Linked DNA regions of Sus scrofa: regions 2, 3, 4 and 5 are each linked to region 1. The links are chromatin contacts, called in public HiChIP or PLAC-seq and promoter capture Hi-C maps. All regions are on one chromosome and are shown on one strand. The core of a region is the stretch at or near the end of the contact, and the rest is flanking DNA. Distances in the headings are between cores, read along the strand shown.

The links. Promoter capture Hi-C pulls out the DNA fragments that hold promoters and counts their contacts. HiChIP or PLAC-seq counts read pairs in DNA pulled down with a chosen protein or histone mark.
Region 2: a contact with region 1 is called in an H3K27ac HiChIP or PLAC-seq map of alveolar macrophages. The contact joins the promoter of STAT5A here to the promoter of COASY in region 1. A contact is called at or near these places in 1 of 5 promoter capture datasets (liver) and 2 of 2 datasets of contacts at active chromatin or transcription factors (alveolar macrophages and skeletal muscle).
Region 3: a contact with region 1 is called in an H3K27ac HiChIP or PLAC-seq map of skeletal muscle, with 6 times the contacts expected there. The contact joins the promoter of PSME3 here to the promoter of COASY in region 1. A contact is called at or near these places in 2 of 5 promoter capture datasets (fetal skeletal muscle and liver), 3 of 47 Hi-C or Micro-C datasets (embryonic fibroblasts and heart right ventricle) and 2 of 2 datasets of contacts at active chromatin or transcription factors (alveolar macrophages and skeletal muscle).
Region 4: a promoter capture Hi-C map of liver shows a contact between it and region 1, with 5 times the contacts expected there. The contact joins the promoter of VPS25 here to the promoter of COASY in region 1. A contact is called at or near these places in 2 of 5 promoter capture datasets (fetal liver and liver), 3 of 47 Hi-C or Micro-C datasets (blood, heart right ventricle and subcutaneous adipose tissue) and 2 of 2 datasets of contacts at active chromatin or transcription factors (alveolar macrophages and skeletal muscle).
Region 5: a contact with region 1 is called in an H3K27ac HiChIP or PLAC-seq map of alveolar macrophages. The contact joins the promoter of STAT3 here to the promoter of COASY in region 1. A contact is called at or near these places in 3 of 5 promoter capture datasets (fetal liver, fetal skeletal muscle and liver), 1 of 47 Hi-C or Micro-C datasets (liver) and 1 of 2 datasets of contacts at active chromatin or transcription factors (alveolar macrophages).

What each region holds. Positions count from the first base shown.
Region 1 is chr12:20,261,421-20,264,126 of Sscrofa11.1, forward strand. It overlaps COASY (Coenzyme A synthase), which reads right to left and starts at 1,312. Exons shown (of 10, transcript NM_213789.1): 1 at 1,245-1,312; 2 at 129-836. The coding sequence starts at 825.
Region 2 is chr12:20,497,399-20,500,104 of Sscrofa11.1, forward strand. STAT5A (signal transducer and activator of transcription 5A) reads right to left here and starts at 1,387. Exons shown (of 19, transcript NM_214290.1): 1 at 1,343-1,387. It also overlaps a transcript of STAT5B not described here.
Region 3 is chr12:20,034,013-20,036,718 of Sscrofa11.1, forward strand. It overlaps PSME3 (proteasome activator subunit 3), which reads right to left and starts at 1,334. Exons shown (of 11, transcript NM_214348.1): 1 at 1,292-1,334; 2 at 574-606; 3 at 388-450; 4 at 88-192. The coding sequence starts at 1,333.
Region 4 is chr12:20,087,049-20,089,754 of Sscrofa11.1, forward strand. It overlaps VPS25 (vacuolar protein-sorting-associated protein 25), which reads right to left and starts at 1,395. Exons shown (of 7, transcript XR_002337103.1): 1 at 1,381-1,395; 2 at 785-976; 3 at 425-570.
Region 5 is chr12:20,405,952-20,408,657 of Sscrofa11.1, forward strand. STAT3 (signal transducer and activator of transcription 3) reads left to right here and starts at 1,365. Exons shown (of 25, transcript NM_001044580.1): 1 at 1,365-1,477.

The sequences.
Region 1 (2,706 bases), core at 62-2,561:
TGCCACGCACGGTTACATGTGCGAAGGGGCAGGAAGTACTGGACCACCCTACTCTTCCTCAGTCTTGGCCTGGGGTTGGGGGTGGGGTGGGGGTAAAACTGCCCTAATCCAGGGTCTCTCTCACTCACTCTTCAACAGGTCTTTGTCTGCCACTCCCACCACAAGCTGCTCCTGGGCTAGGATGCAGGCCACACTGAGCAACACTTTGTGGGCATTGTGTAGGCGGTCAAAGGTGCCACCTACAGCCCCTCGCTGGTGGCCACGCACTGGTTGCTTTGCAGACCTGGCCACGGGGGAGGCCGGCCTGATGGTGGAGGGTAAAGGGACATCTAGGGGCTGCACAGGCAGCATTCCGGGCCCATAATCGGGGTATAGCAGCACCGAAGACAGCTGCGGACAACAGCTGTAACAGCTGGTGGCATAACGCTCTAGCTGTTGCTTGACCGGGTTGTACTGGCTTCCATCCAGGGTCTGGAAGTCAGTCAGCACTACTTCCGGTGGGTGGGCCAGGTTCTGGACCGAGCTAGGCAGGGGAGGGAGAAAGCTCTTGGTTCGGATATTGGTCAGCAAAATTCTGACGTCCAGGTGCCTGTGGAGATCGGCGCCAGCATAGAGGTGCGTGATGAAATCGATAACTTCAAATGTGGCCTGCACGGGGCTAGACTGGGGCTGAGCCGGGCCCCCCAGGTTCATGCCGGGCTGCAGGTGTACATAGAGCGTGTGATTCACAAGCCGGGCCGCCGAGGTCAGGATGGGGGCCAGGCGAGGGACCAGGGAGGCCAGCGGCGTTGTCAGCACCAGGAGGCCCGATCGGAATACAGCCATGATGGCCCGGCCTGTGGACGGTCAAGGAGACAAGGCGAGGGTGACTGAGAGCTATGTGGCTGAGGCCGAAGACAACTGGGGGACCTGGACCTAAGAGGAGGGACGTGGACCTAAGAGAGGGGACTTGGACCAGGGACGGGGTCTCAGGGCGGACTGAGAGAGACCCGGGGGAGGGGACAGGGCCCAGGAAACGGCGCCTCGGGGCTACGCTCTAAATCTCGGTTTATCAACTCAGATGGAGCAGTGAATTCGCAGAATTGAATCGAAAACTTGGGAGGAGTGAAATAGGCAGGAGCTGCTAAGTCATTAGGCTGGGGATTCAGAAATCCTGGGCGCTCTTGATAATCACCAATATCTTCAAGGAATCGGAGGAGGGGACTAGAGGGGGCCGCTGAGGTTCGGGTCGGTCCCCTACTTACTGAGACCTCCGGACTTTGGTTCCGCGTGCACCACCGCGGAGTCTTCCCCCGCCGCGACCCGTTAACACTAGTTCCGGCGCTGCGACTCCGAGCTACGGAACCTGGAAAAGGCCAAAAATCTCAACTTTGGTGAGTCGAGGGATTCTCGCGAGATTTTTCATGGAGCGGGGCGCCTGCCTTTGCAGAGAGGCGGAGCTCGGTAGTTGGGAGGTGGCGTGAGACCACATTTAGAGAATCTGACGTGCCTGGACTAATAGAGCAAGGTCGGCTGGAAAGCCCGTTTCACGGGTGCCCTTCAGACTCTGAGAGAAGAGACTGGCTTTAGCTAGGTCACCCAGGAGACAGCGGCTAAAGTAGAACTAACAACTGGCTTCCCCTCTTAATAAATCGCGGGGACGGCGGTGGAGGTTATAGGGTAGTACTTAAATTAGGGCTTGGTGTCCCCAGCCCAGCGACTGGCGTCCTCCCAGTCTAGGATCCTCATGTGCGAGATCACAGAACCGTCCCCCCCACACACACCCCTGTGCCACCACCCAGTTTCACAGATGGAGAAATTGAGGTCCTGTATGTTCCAGGGATATTTAGGGAGGTGAGGACCGAGGTCATGTGCCGTGGCTCCCGTGCAGTACTCCCCACATCACCCAGAGTTAGTGATACGCCAGTTTTCCAGAGATAATAGCAGGAAAGCTCTGTGTGGGAGCTCAGTAGAGCTGCCAGAAGGTAGACCTTGTGAACAGGAGAAAGGAGAGACTTAGTGGCAAGGGTTTACCTAATGAGCGCTGGAGAGGGTGGAATTGGCAGTCGTCCTCGAGAAGCAAAGCCAAGTTGCCATCTGGGAAATTGCAGTAATGTGCTGTGGTTTATTTTCCCAAACTAAATAAATGCTCACTTTCATACTTAATTTTGTTTTTGTTTTTTGTTTTTTTTTTTTGTATTATTCCTAAAGAGGTCTCCCCAAATGTATATGCCTCTGGCCCCACAGAACCTGGATCTAATCCTAGAGTCAAGGATGGAAGAGTTATAAGGACTTAAGGACTTGAGGCCAAGCTTTTTTTCTTTTTTTTTTTTGCCTTGCCTGTGGCATGTGGAAGTTCCCGGGCCAGGGATCGAAGCCAGGCCACAGCACTGACCCAAGTCACAGCAGTGACAATGCTGGATCCTTAATGTGGTGAGGCACGAGGGAACTCTGAGACCACAATTTTCGCAAAGATATCTTAAGCTGAGTTTTACAGGACCCAATTGAAGACGCAAACTGCACACTTTCAGGAAATTCCCTGAGACATATGGACACACAGTCTCATATGCCTGCAGAGTCACTGTTCGAGGAGGTCATCTGGTGGACATGACCGCCAGTTCAGCCTTGAGCTGGACATGGGCAGCCAGAGGCTACTCACGCCTCCCCTGTCCTTGAAAGGTGGTCTGCCCACCATTCCCACAGTGGGAGCTGTTTCAAGGACACAGC
Region 2 (2,706 bases), core at 137-2,636, 240 kb after region 1:
GGTGCCCTCCCCCTCTTCCTCTCCCCTCGCCCCACCGGGGCTTCCCCGGGGGGAACAGCTTAAAAACTGAAAGAGAAACTTGCCGGCGGAGGCCCACGGGCCCTCTAGGGAAGGCTGCAAGAATCCCCCTCCCCTGCCTCGAACTCCTGAGTCCCCGTTTCTGGGAACCGGGGATATTCTGGCCCAAAGTGAGGGCCACGCCACCGACGGTTCCCACTGGACGGCTCCGTCACGGCGGGCCCATGGCTGGGGTCGCGAAGGGGCGAGAGCCGGGGAAGCAGACGCTCCCTCTCTGGGGCTGCGACCCCCTGAGCTGTGCCCGCGGTCTCCCTCTGGCCGGTCCGACAGCGCCCCCTGCCCATGCGGGCGGGGACGGCGCCCACCCTCGACCCCTCCCTCCCTCTGCGTCCCCCGTCTCCCGTCCGCGCTGAGCGCTGCGCCGAAACTCCCTCTCGGTCCCGGGGACGGTTCCCGGCACGCCGCCGCCGGCTGTCGGGCTCCGGGGCCCGGAGCGCGGGGGCCCGGGCAGCAGCCGAGTGCCCCCTCTCGGCGCGCGCCGCCGGGGACGCGCGGCCGGGCCACCCACCTGGTCGCGCCGAGCCGTCCGGCAGCGGGGCCGGCGTTCGCTCCCGGCCCGGGCTCCTGGCGGCGGCGGCGGAGGCGGCGGCGGCGGCGGCAGCGGCTGTTACTACAGGAAGGCGCAGAGAGCAGCGATTTCCTCCTCAAAGGTCAGCTGCCTCTGATAGACCATACACAGCGCGCGAGCTCTCGCTACCACCCCTCCCAGCCTCGGTCGCTTTCTCCCTGCCTCCGCCCTCGGTGGCTGGCTCCCCGGGCCTCAGGCGGCGAGGCGAGGCGGGGCGGCGCCGGGCGTGGGGGCTGCCCCGACGGCGGGGTCCCCCCGGGAGTCCCAGCCTGCCCTCGCTTGCGGCCCCGCGGAGCGGCCGCGGCCCGTGCTGGGCAAGAGGCGAAGCGGTGGCTGGAGGATGGGGGTGGGAGGGCTGGGAAATCCCGGGCTCTGGAAATTCCAAAGCACAGCCTCAGTTTTCGCATCTGTAAAAAGGGAGGAGGGAAGGGTTGGACCGGCTGGAGATGCCTGCAGCCCCAGCTTATGTCACCTCTTGAATCTCTAGACTCAAAATTTTAATGTGTGTGTGTGTGTGTGTGTGTGTGTGCGCGCGCGCGCGCGCACGCGTGTGTGTTTACGTGGGTTGGGGACGCAGCTTTTGTGATCTCAGTGGCGAAGCCCTGGCCAGGGGAAAGACTGGGGATTCCAGAGAAGCCAGCTCACTCAGAGGGCCCCATCACCCTCCTTCCACCACTCCCACCACCGTGCACTCACCCGCTGCAGTAGAAACAAGAACGAACCCTGGCAGTCAAATGCTCAACCCCCTGACATTTTGCAGATGAGAAGTGGAGTGCAGAGCGGGGAAGGGGTCCCACCGTGGGCACGTGGCCTGATCCGCAGACTATGATCCGTGCGTGATCCTGGCCCTCAGTTCACGCGAGCCCAGTCACATCTGAGGCTGGTCCTATCTTCAGAAAGTCCAGGGAAGGCCGTCTTGAATCCTCCTCACAAGCTCCCCACTGCCTCTAGGCCTGGCCACAACAGGGAACACCCTCCCTGAGCCTTGCCTGGCTCACAGCCCCCTCCCTGAGCGCCCCTCTGCGGAGCGTGTGGAGTTGGGCAAGGTGGCCCTGGAAGCCTTCCATTCCCTTTACCCAGCTTCCCTCTCCTCTGGGGCCTCCCCTCTGCCTGGCAGCTGGTATTGGCAGCATCAAGGGAGGGGCCAGCCTGGCTGCCCACTCACAGCTGGCTGGGCCAAGACCTTGTGTCCTGGGGGGAATCATTCTCCTCTCCCTCCCTCCCTCCCTCCCTAATTCCTTCTTGGATCTGCCCTTTTCTCTCTATTCCCTCCCCCATCCCACACCCATCCATCTTCTCACCACTCACTACTTCCCCCAGTTTCTTTTCTTTTTTCTTTTTCTTTTTGCTTTTTAGGGCTGCACCTATGGCATATGGAAGTTCCCAGGCTAGGGGGCAAAATGGAGCTGTAACTGCCACCCTATGCCAGAGCCACAGCAACTCGGGATCCAAGCTGCATCTGTGACCTACACCACAGCTCATGGCAACACCGGATCCTTAACCAACTGAGTGGGGCCAGGGATCGTCCTCATGGATACTAGTCAGGCTCATTACCGCTGAACCACAACAGGAACTCCCCGTTTTCATTCTTTTATTTCAGAGACCACTAGAAGTTTAAAGCTGCAGATCCACCCCCGCCACACACACTCCATGTGTGGTCGCAGTCTCAGTTGGTAGGACCATGGGGAGAGAAATTGAAATGGTAAAGGGGTTCAAAAAGGATTGGGGAAACCCTGCTCTAGGGATGAGGGAACATGCTACCCCCTCACCCCTTCTTCCCCTCCTCTGTGCAACAGATTTGGCCAGAGGAGGGTCCGACACACAGCCAGGGAGTCACCTGGAATGACAGTCAAGTGTCAGCACTGGAAACAACCGAAAAGATGATTTTACAAACGGGGAAACAGAGGCTGGAGAGGGGAATTGACTTGGCCAGTGTCAGGAGGACTGTCAGTGGCAGATCCAAACCCACTGCCGCACGGTGAGTGGGCCCTACTTGGCACCTGGGCACTCCAGCCTGTCACTGTGAGCAGGTGGCGAAGTCAGTCAATGGGAGCAGATCC
Region 3 (2,706 bases), core at 84-2,583, 230 kb before region 1:
CCTGTACACGTTCAAGCTGACCAGAGACTTGAGGACAGAGCGCCTACTGCTTCGGCACACACACAGAGATAAATACAGGATACTTACACCGTCCAGTCCATCATGGCTATTGGTGAGAAGAATGGGGTCAGGGACTGGGAGATTCATGTCTGAGTGGATCTGAGTTAGGTCATGGATGTTTAGGATTGGCTCCTGAAAAGAGACGCCCACCCCCAAAACATCAGTCTTTTCAAAATGAACAAAGAAGTATTTCATTTCAAGGGCAACATATGAAGACGGCTTTACAGCACAAAACAAGATAGAATCAACACGTCATTTGTCCCATTTGACAGAAAGACCAGGGCCAAAAAAACTGGGGACTCTGAGGAAAAGAAAAGGGTCTCTCACCTTCAAAAAACTATCAAGTTCTAACAATTTCTTTGGGAAAAAATTTGCCACCAAGTCTTCTGCCTAAAGATGAGGGAAAATATAGCTGAATTAGTAACTGAGGGAAGGTCTGTCTCTACAGACATCTCTTCTCTGGAGAACTCCCAACCATTAACCAATGCTCGATTTTCTACTTCTTTCACTCACCTCACTTGTAATCCGCTCCCTGAAAGAATCAACCTAAAATTAACAAAGAAAGCAATTCAGTAAGAGCAAGTCAGTACCTGGCAAGAGAAGTATGGGCAGGATGGGGAAACCCAAATCCAACTGTCTTTCCCTCACCTTGTAATTGTAATGAGAAGCTGAGAGGCCCCCAGACTGCAAATACTTTATTTTTTTAAGGATCCATTTCTCCATCTCAGGAGAGGGAAGCGGGGCTGGAGGGCAGCACCCACCTGTCTTCCCTCCCTCCCTCCCTTTGTCTGTAGCTTGTCTGAATTTGAAAGCAGACAAAAGACAGGTAGATGGGAGAGGCGTGAGCTCACAAACATGTCAACCCCCATACAAACCTGGCCTAGGATGTGAGGCAGGCCTGACGCCAAGGGCAGGGGCAGTAGCAGCGCCCAGAGATGGGGACGTTGCTGGGCTGGGGGGACTTCCAGCTGTCACTGGCCTAAAGCACTAAGTCCACCACGTGTCCGCGGAAGTCTCCCCGGGGCTCTCCACCATTAGACAGGGTACAGAAGGCCACCCCATAGTAGCGTCTCCCCCGATGCCATCTCTGGGAGTGGGGGGCTGGGCTGAGCCGAGCGGAAGCTCAGGGCTGGTGTCCCCAGGGAGACAAAGACGCCATGGGGAGTAGGGAGCCAGTCAGACAGCTCGAGGATCGAAGCAAGGAGTAAGGAAGCCCGGACCGTACCCCTACCTTGAGCTTTACTTCCTGATCCACCTTCAGCAACGAGGCCATGGCCGGGCCGGGCCGTGTCCGCTCCGCTGGAGACCGGAGGCGCTGTGGGCTCCGGGGAGAGGGTCAGAGGGACGGGAGGAATCTCGGCTGCTCTCGGGACGCGGCCGCTCTCGCTGGCCCACTCACTGCTCACTTGCTCCCTCCCTTCGTGCCGTCCGTCCGCCCGCCTGCTGCCTGCTGCCTGCTCTCTCTCGCTCGCCCTCCCGGCTTTCGCCGCTCACACCGGAAGTTACGTCACAGCCAATCGCCGGGACTCCGAGAGGATGTGCACGTGCCCTGCGCAGCCGCGCTGAGGTTCGGCTCTGAACGATGGTAGCTCTGCTCCTATCTCTCGGCTCCTGTGCCCGATAAGGGTGAAGTAAAAGGGAGGGCAGCAGAGGGTGGTGGAGTGAGATCGGAGTCTCAGAGAGACTCGAGGACCGTTTGCCTCTCTGTTATTCCGGCACTCACCTTCACCGAAGGGACCGTCGGAGGCGCTGCTGCCTGGAGTGGGGGACCCGACAGAAGACGCCGTCGCGCCCCGGTGACGTCGGCCCGAGGAAGCCGGTGGTACCCGCGCTGGGTTCGGGGCGTCTAGTCTCTGATTCCTGCTGTCTCCTCCTCTTGGTCCAAGCTCTCATGTTAGGTTGGAGCCTGATAGGAAACAAGTCCTGTTGTACCAGGCTTCCCCGCCTTTCTCTGCCATTTAGCCGCTTACTCCTAGACCTCAGAGATCAAGTGCCAGATGTATGGACAAATTGATGCCTGTAGTCTGGCGGTGCTTGTCCTAGGCTACACAGTGTTTACAGTATATCCAAGTCCAGAACTCACATCTCCTAACTTCTAGGGCAATGCTGTATCCATTTTCCTCGTGGAAGGCGGAGACTGTATTCCCCCCTACCCGACTTTTTGTCGCCCAGCCCCGCCCCCCACCCACCGGAGGCAGGTGGAAGTTCCTGGGCCTGGGATTGAACCCTGGAGACCGCAGGGAATGGAGCCTCTGTAGTAACAAGGCCAGATACTTAACCAGTTGCACACAGTGGGAACTCCCCAGGCTGTCTGTCTTAATTCACCCATTCATCTGTCTTATAGCATTGGTTATTTCGCACAACAAATCGGAGTAGGCTCTGGGACAGCAGTGTCTCAGAGGCTAGAAATATAATGTGAGTCACTTATGTAAGTTAAATCTTGTGAACTGGAGTTTCGCATTTACGGTTACTTGCCATCTGCCTCTACGTGGATTAAACCATGAGCCATGGCAGCTGCTGACCTGCAGAACCCACTAAGCAGAGCTCAGGGTGGAAACCAGGAGTGAGGCACTCTGTGCTATGGGAAAACTGGAAGAATAGGTCTTTCGGATAGTTAGATCTTTCTTATTTTTTATTTTCTCGGGC
Region 4 (2,706 bases), core at 145-2,644, 170 kb before region 1:
CTCCAGATATTTTAGGGATGAATCAGGCAGCTAAAGCAAATGACCCTTACTTCCTGGGATGAGAAGAGTAGGTGGAGAAAATTACTAAAGGTAATGCCAGAGTTTGAGCCTCATACAGAGGAAGACAGAAGATTCAACGAGTCAAAAAGGCTCAGGTTGATAAACTTGGTACTTGGCTTCCGGGCAGAAAATGTAAGATCTGAATGACACCTGGGTACTCACTGCCTAGGACAAGAGCACTTGGCACTGCATTTGGGTTGGAGTTGGAGGAAAAATGGATGTCAGCTGCACAGACTGGCTCTTTCCCAAGTCCAGTTTGGGTGGGAACCTGCCTTCTGTGGGTGAAGAGGGTGTGAAGTCTGGGCATGTAGGGAAGTGTGGAAGTGCATGTGTGTGGGCTGTGGAAGAGCCTGAGGGAGGATACGCTGTAGCTTCACGTTGTTGAAAAGCGGGCTCTCCTGAGCTTCCATCACCGTCATGCTGGACTGTTTGTGCAGGCGGCAGAAGGACAGGACCAGAGAGCACCAGGCGGCCAGCTGCTTCTGCCGAGTGTCCACGTTCGGTTGCAACCTACCGGGTGAAGCGGGTGGGGCAAAGAATTAGAGGACGTGAGAGGGCGACCGGCGGCGCTTGCCGGAGGCGCGTTTTAGGGAGAAAGTGAGGGACTGCGGGTAGTGGCGATCGGGTCCGTTCTCCCCCTCCCCGTTTGAAGCATCAGGGCTGAGCCCGGGGTCCAGGGGAGGGGAGGGAGGCCCGGCGGGGCTTCTCGGGGTCTGAGCCTCACGTAAAGAAGGGCGGGAAGCGATACTGCCACGGCCACTCGAAACTCATCGCCATCGTAGTAGCCCAGGAACCCCGGAACCCGGCGGCAAAGGACTTCCGGTCTCCTCCCCGACTCGTCCGGGTAGAAAGCATAGCAGAAAGGTTCCGGGCGTCCCTGCTGGTTCCTTGCCATTATCCCCCAAATCCTTGCTGTCTAGATCAGAAAGAGCCCTGAGGAGTTTTCTCATTCTGCCTTAGAGAAGGGTAGTGACTTCCCCAAAAGAGGCATAGTAGAACTGCAAGTAGAACCCAGGTCTCCAGAGTGTTAATACTCGCTAGGTTTCTTTTAATATTAACTTTTGTGTCATTTAAGCTAAACGCCTCGCAATTCCCCATTCTCCTCAATTCCTTTTTCTTTCCACTCCATCATTCTCCAGGAGCACATTTGTAGCTTTTATCACTGGAAACGGCTCTGATTCCATGACTCAGAGCTGCCATATTTGACCACAGCCACCCCTCTCACAACTCTCCCACTTCTTCACCTATCTAGTCTCAAGTCTCTGGACCCGACTCTTTGCCCAGCCTAGACTACTCAATTCTGTCCCCTTGCCTGCTTACCTCCTGCTCAGTTTCCAAACCAGAGTTTGTTTGTTTTGTTTTGTTTTTGGCTCTGCCAGTGACTTGTGGAAGTTCTCAGGCCAGGGATCGAACCTGCACCACAGCAGTCACCTAAGCTGCAGTGACAACGCAGGATCCTTAAACCCATTTGCCATCCAGAGAACTTCAAACCAGAGTTGTTGATTCTTGCCCACCTGCCCCACGACCTTTTTTTCACACCTTGGCCCAGGAGTATTACTGGGGAAAAAAAAAAAAAACAAACACCAGAACCTGATGACTGAGCCCAGATTCCCTGACTAACCTCGCTGCTGGGTAATCAATGCACCCCAGTGATACTTTGTCTTTTATTGACTCCCTGTCACATTCTTCAAGGTGACTCTTCAAACTTTTCCACATCCATCAAGCCATTCCACCTGTTCTCATCTCCTGTGTCCCTGCAGAATGCCCTTCCCTTCTATTTTTGTGAGATTAAATCCATACAGGTGAACTCCTTAATCTTTCCTCTCTGTCACCTAACACAATTCATCTCTCAAAAATTCCTCTCCACCTTGCTCCTTTTTGGACTCAAAGGAGGAAGTGTCACTCTTCCTTTATAAGCCCAACCCTTTGGCATCTTCTTGCCTCTCCTTTCCAATTTCCTCCAGGACTTCTCTTCATCTTCCCTTTTTCCCTTTCCCCTAGCTCCTCTCCTCTAGTCTACAAACATGCAGTCATCTCTCCTTGGAAAGATGGAGTTTCCTTCCCTCTACCAGCCTCTTAATTTCCTGTCTGATCTCTAATATCTCCTCCATCAAAGTCCATCCTTCATTGTGTACAATTCCTGGTCCACCATTCAATAGATGATGTTCTCTCAAAGGGCATCATCCCGTTTGCTCCCATGGCACTGTTTTATCCTTTTCTGTTACTGTCTTTCTGATCTTTCCCTTCATGCTCTTTTTCCATCATTGTTTAAATGTAGTTATTTCCTAAGAATGTCAGCCTTCTTCAGTACACCTCTCTGAGAACTCTCATCCCTCGCATGGCTTCATATGGCATTTATGTGCAGGAGACTCTTAAACCTATACTTCTAGCTCCAATCCCTTTCTACCACCAGCATTCCCACCACCACTCCCATTTCTAACTCTCTGTAGTACATCACAGCTGTTCCATTGTTACCTCATATTATACATCCTTTTCTCAGGCCAGCTTCTCCTCCTAATGGGCTTTTAAAAATTATTATTACTTCCACCATTGTCCTAGTAACTCAGTTCAAAGCTGGAGTCAGTCCTAATCTCTCCTCTCCCTCACCTTCATAGCCAAACCCTACAGATTCCCTCCTTTGTTTTT
Region 5 (2,706 bases), core at 115-2,614, 140 kb after region 1:
GGCTGAATCAGAGCTGCAGCCGCCGGCCTACACCACAGCCACAGCAATGCCAGATCAGAGCCACGTCTTCGACCTGTACCACAACCCATGGTAACACTGGATCCTTAACACACTGAGCTAGGCCAGGGGTCCAACCTGCTTCCTCATGGATGCTAGTCAGATTCATTTCCGCTGGACGGTGGGAACACCTGATAAAAGGTCCCTTTTTGGATTTCATCTTAATACCTCTTTGTACTAAACAAACACAATAAACACAAATAAGCACTAATAGCTGTTATTTTTTAAAACCCTGATTGTACCAGCACATACATACAATCCTCTATTATGCAAAGTACATCCTCTATTATGCAAGATAAAATGTCTACATTTCCTATAAACTACTGGTTTCAATGGAGTAGAACTTGCACTCGAAGTAGACAGGCGAAAAAGATAAAGGCACGCAATTTCAAGTATTTCAACTCAGACACATAAAAACAATGTGTATACGTGTCATTCTTTATCTGTACTGTCTCCTGCATTCCCGTGAACAGGCCAATGTGCGAGTCGTGTTGGCCTTTGATGCTTGAAGAGACGGAACGGAGGACGGGGTTAAATCCACTACCCTCTCCCCACGCACTCTAGTAATTACTCTACTTCCACGTCATGTTTCCGGGTGTGTGTGTCTCGACTCACGCAGAAACTGAGGTTCAAAGCAGGCGGGAGTCACCCATGTTCTTTTGGCTGTCCCCAAAAACCCAATTCAGCCGTTGAGGTCTTAGAGTATCTGGCGATACCTGGGTACTGTTTAACTGGCTGATTCCCACGTGGTAAGTGGCTCCTAACTCACCCCCACGTGGTGCCAAGGGCCGGGAAAAGGGAGAGTAGGCAAAAGAGAGCCGCATCAGGGGCATTTAAAGTGTCTTGACGTCACACACTGCCAGGAACTCAGCTGAGTTTTCAGCAGGACATTCCGGTCATCTTTCTTCCCTCCCTCCGGGTCTCTCAGCCCAAGGCCTTGGCTCTTCCCTTACTGTTGCGGAGGGAGTAGCAGTGAGCCCTCGGAACAGCCAGTACAGGGGCGTTCCCGGCCTTGTGTTGGCTCCGCCCCTTCTCCAAGGAGCTCTCCTCATTGGCAAGTGGGTGGGGCTTCGGAGATACAGTACATTCACCAGGGCCTCTGTGTGGCAGAGAAAACTGGTCGTCTCATGAATAATGCATGAGCGGAGTGCCCAGGCCAGGCGGGGGCTGGGCGGGGATTGGCTGGAGGGGCTGTAATTCAGCGGTTTCCGGAGCTGCGGCGGCGTAGACCGGGAGGGGGAGCCTGGGGTTCCGACGTCGCCGCGGAGGGAGCGAGCCCGAACAGGATCCTTGACGAGCACCCCTACTTGGCGCTCTCCCCGTGTCTAATAGGGGAGACTCTGCGGCCTGAGGGAGCCCTGCGGCCCGCACCCCGGCGCAAGCGCAGCCCCGGCCAGTCGGGCCTCAGCCGGAGCAGCAGGTGAAGGGGGTTAAGGGTGGGGCCGCCCCCCCCCTCCCCGGGCGACGGCCTCCGGGCCGGGGATCCAGGGGTGGGTGCCAGAAGGGCTGAGATGCTCTGGGGTGTTTGAGGGAGTAGTGGACAGAAGCTTCAGTAGGGCAGAGGGGATACGAAGAGACCGGGAGGGTCGTTCTGAAGGGTCGTTCCCAGGATGACAGGAGTCGGCCTCTGAAGGGACAGGGTACGCTGGAAGGAAGTTTTCATTCTTTGGAGAAAGAGGAGACGCGGTGGAAGAGTGAGAAGGGGCTCGAGGGGGAGGACCATTGGGGCCAGGGCACTCTAGAGTGGCGGTGGCAGGAGTGAGGGACAGCCCCCGACTTCCTGCTCCTTGGGGCTCTGGGGACGTTCCGGCCGCAGGAGCGACTGTCATGCTGGCGAAGATCACGGAGGGGTGGGTTGGCAAGCGCCTCCTCCCCGCCCCCCCGGCCGGGCCCGGCGGCTCCGGCTGAGCCACTTCCTCCGTCTTGTCCAGTTCCCGCTCCTGTAGGATCCAGCTGTGCCCCCCTGGAGAGGTAGGAATAGGTGTCTTCCTCCTCCAGCCTCACGGGCTGGTTGTTCATGGTTAGGGTTATTGCATAAGAATCAAGTTTCCTGTAGGGAAATTGACAATCTCGTTCTCTTTCTAAACTCCCTCTCGTCTTTTTCTAGGTTAAATCGTGTTTCTCTCCTCCCCCTTCTTAAAAAAAACCCAACAAAATAAAACCCCCATCAAACCAACTCTAGAGAGAAATAAACCTTTTTCCTCCTGGCATTGTTCTTTTATAAACACCTGGTAAACTTGGCCAAAAGATAAATAATTGAGCCCTTGCGTTTACTGGATTGTGGTGTTGCTTAATTGCATAGGCCGGAATGAACCAATCGAGAGTGGGAGTTTTCTGTCTCAGAGCCAAGGTCTTGGGTAAATGCAGAGAAGAGGGAAACAAAGACAGGCTGGCCTTGGCAGAACCAAGTGTGCAAACTTTACCTGTGTTTGGGGGGTGTGGTTGCATTTCGGTTAGCAAGATTCAAACCAACATGAAGTCATTTTCTCCATGTTTAGTCCACATCCCTCTGTGTTATACAAATTGGATGGATAGTGTTAACCCTTATTAAAAATGTATATAATGTGTATCTGCTGGTTTTTTGGGGGTGTGCATCTAAAGGGTATGTTTATTCTGCCTATGGGTTGTCATTCTTTGGCTGGTTGTGCT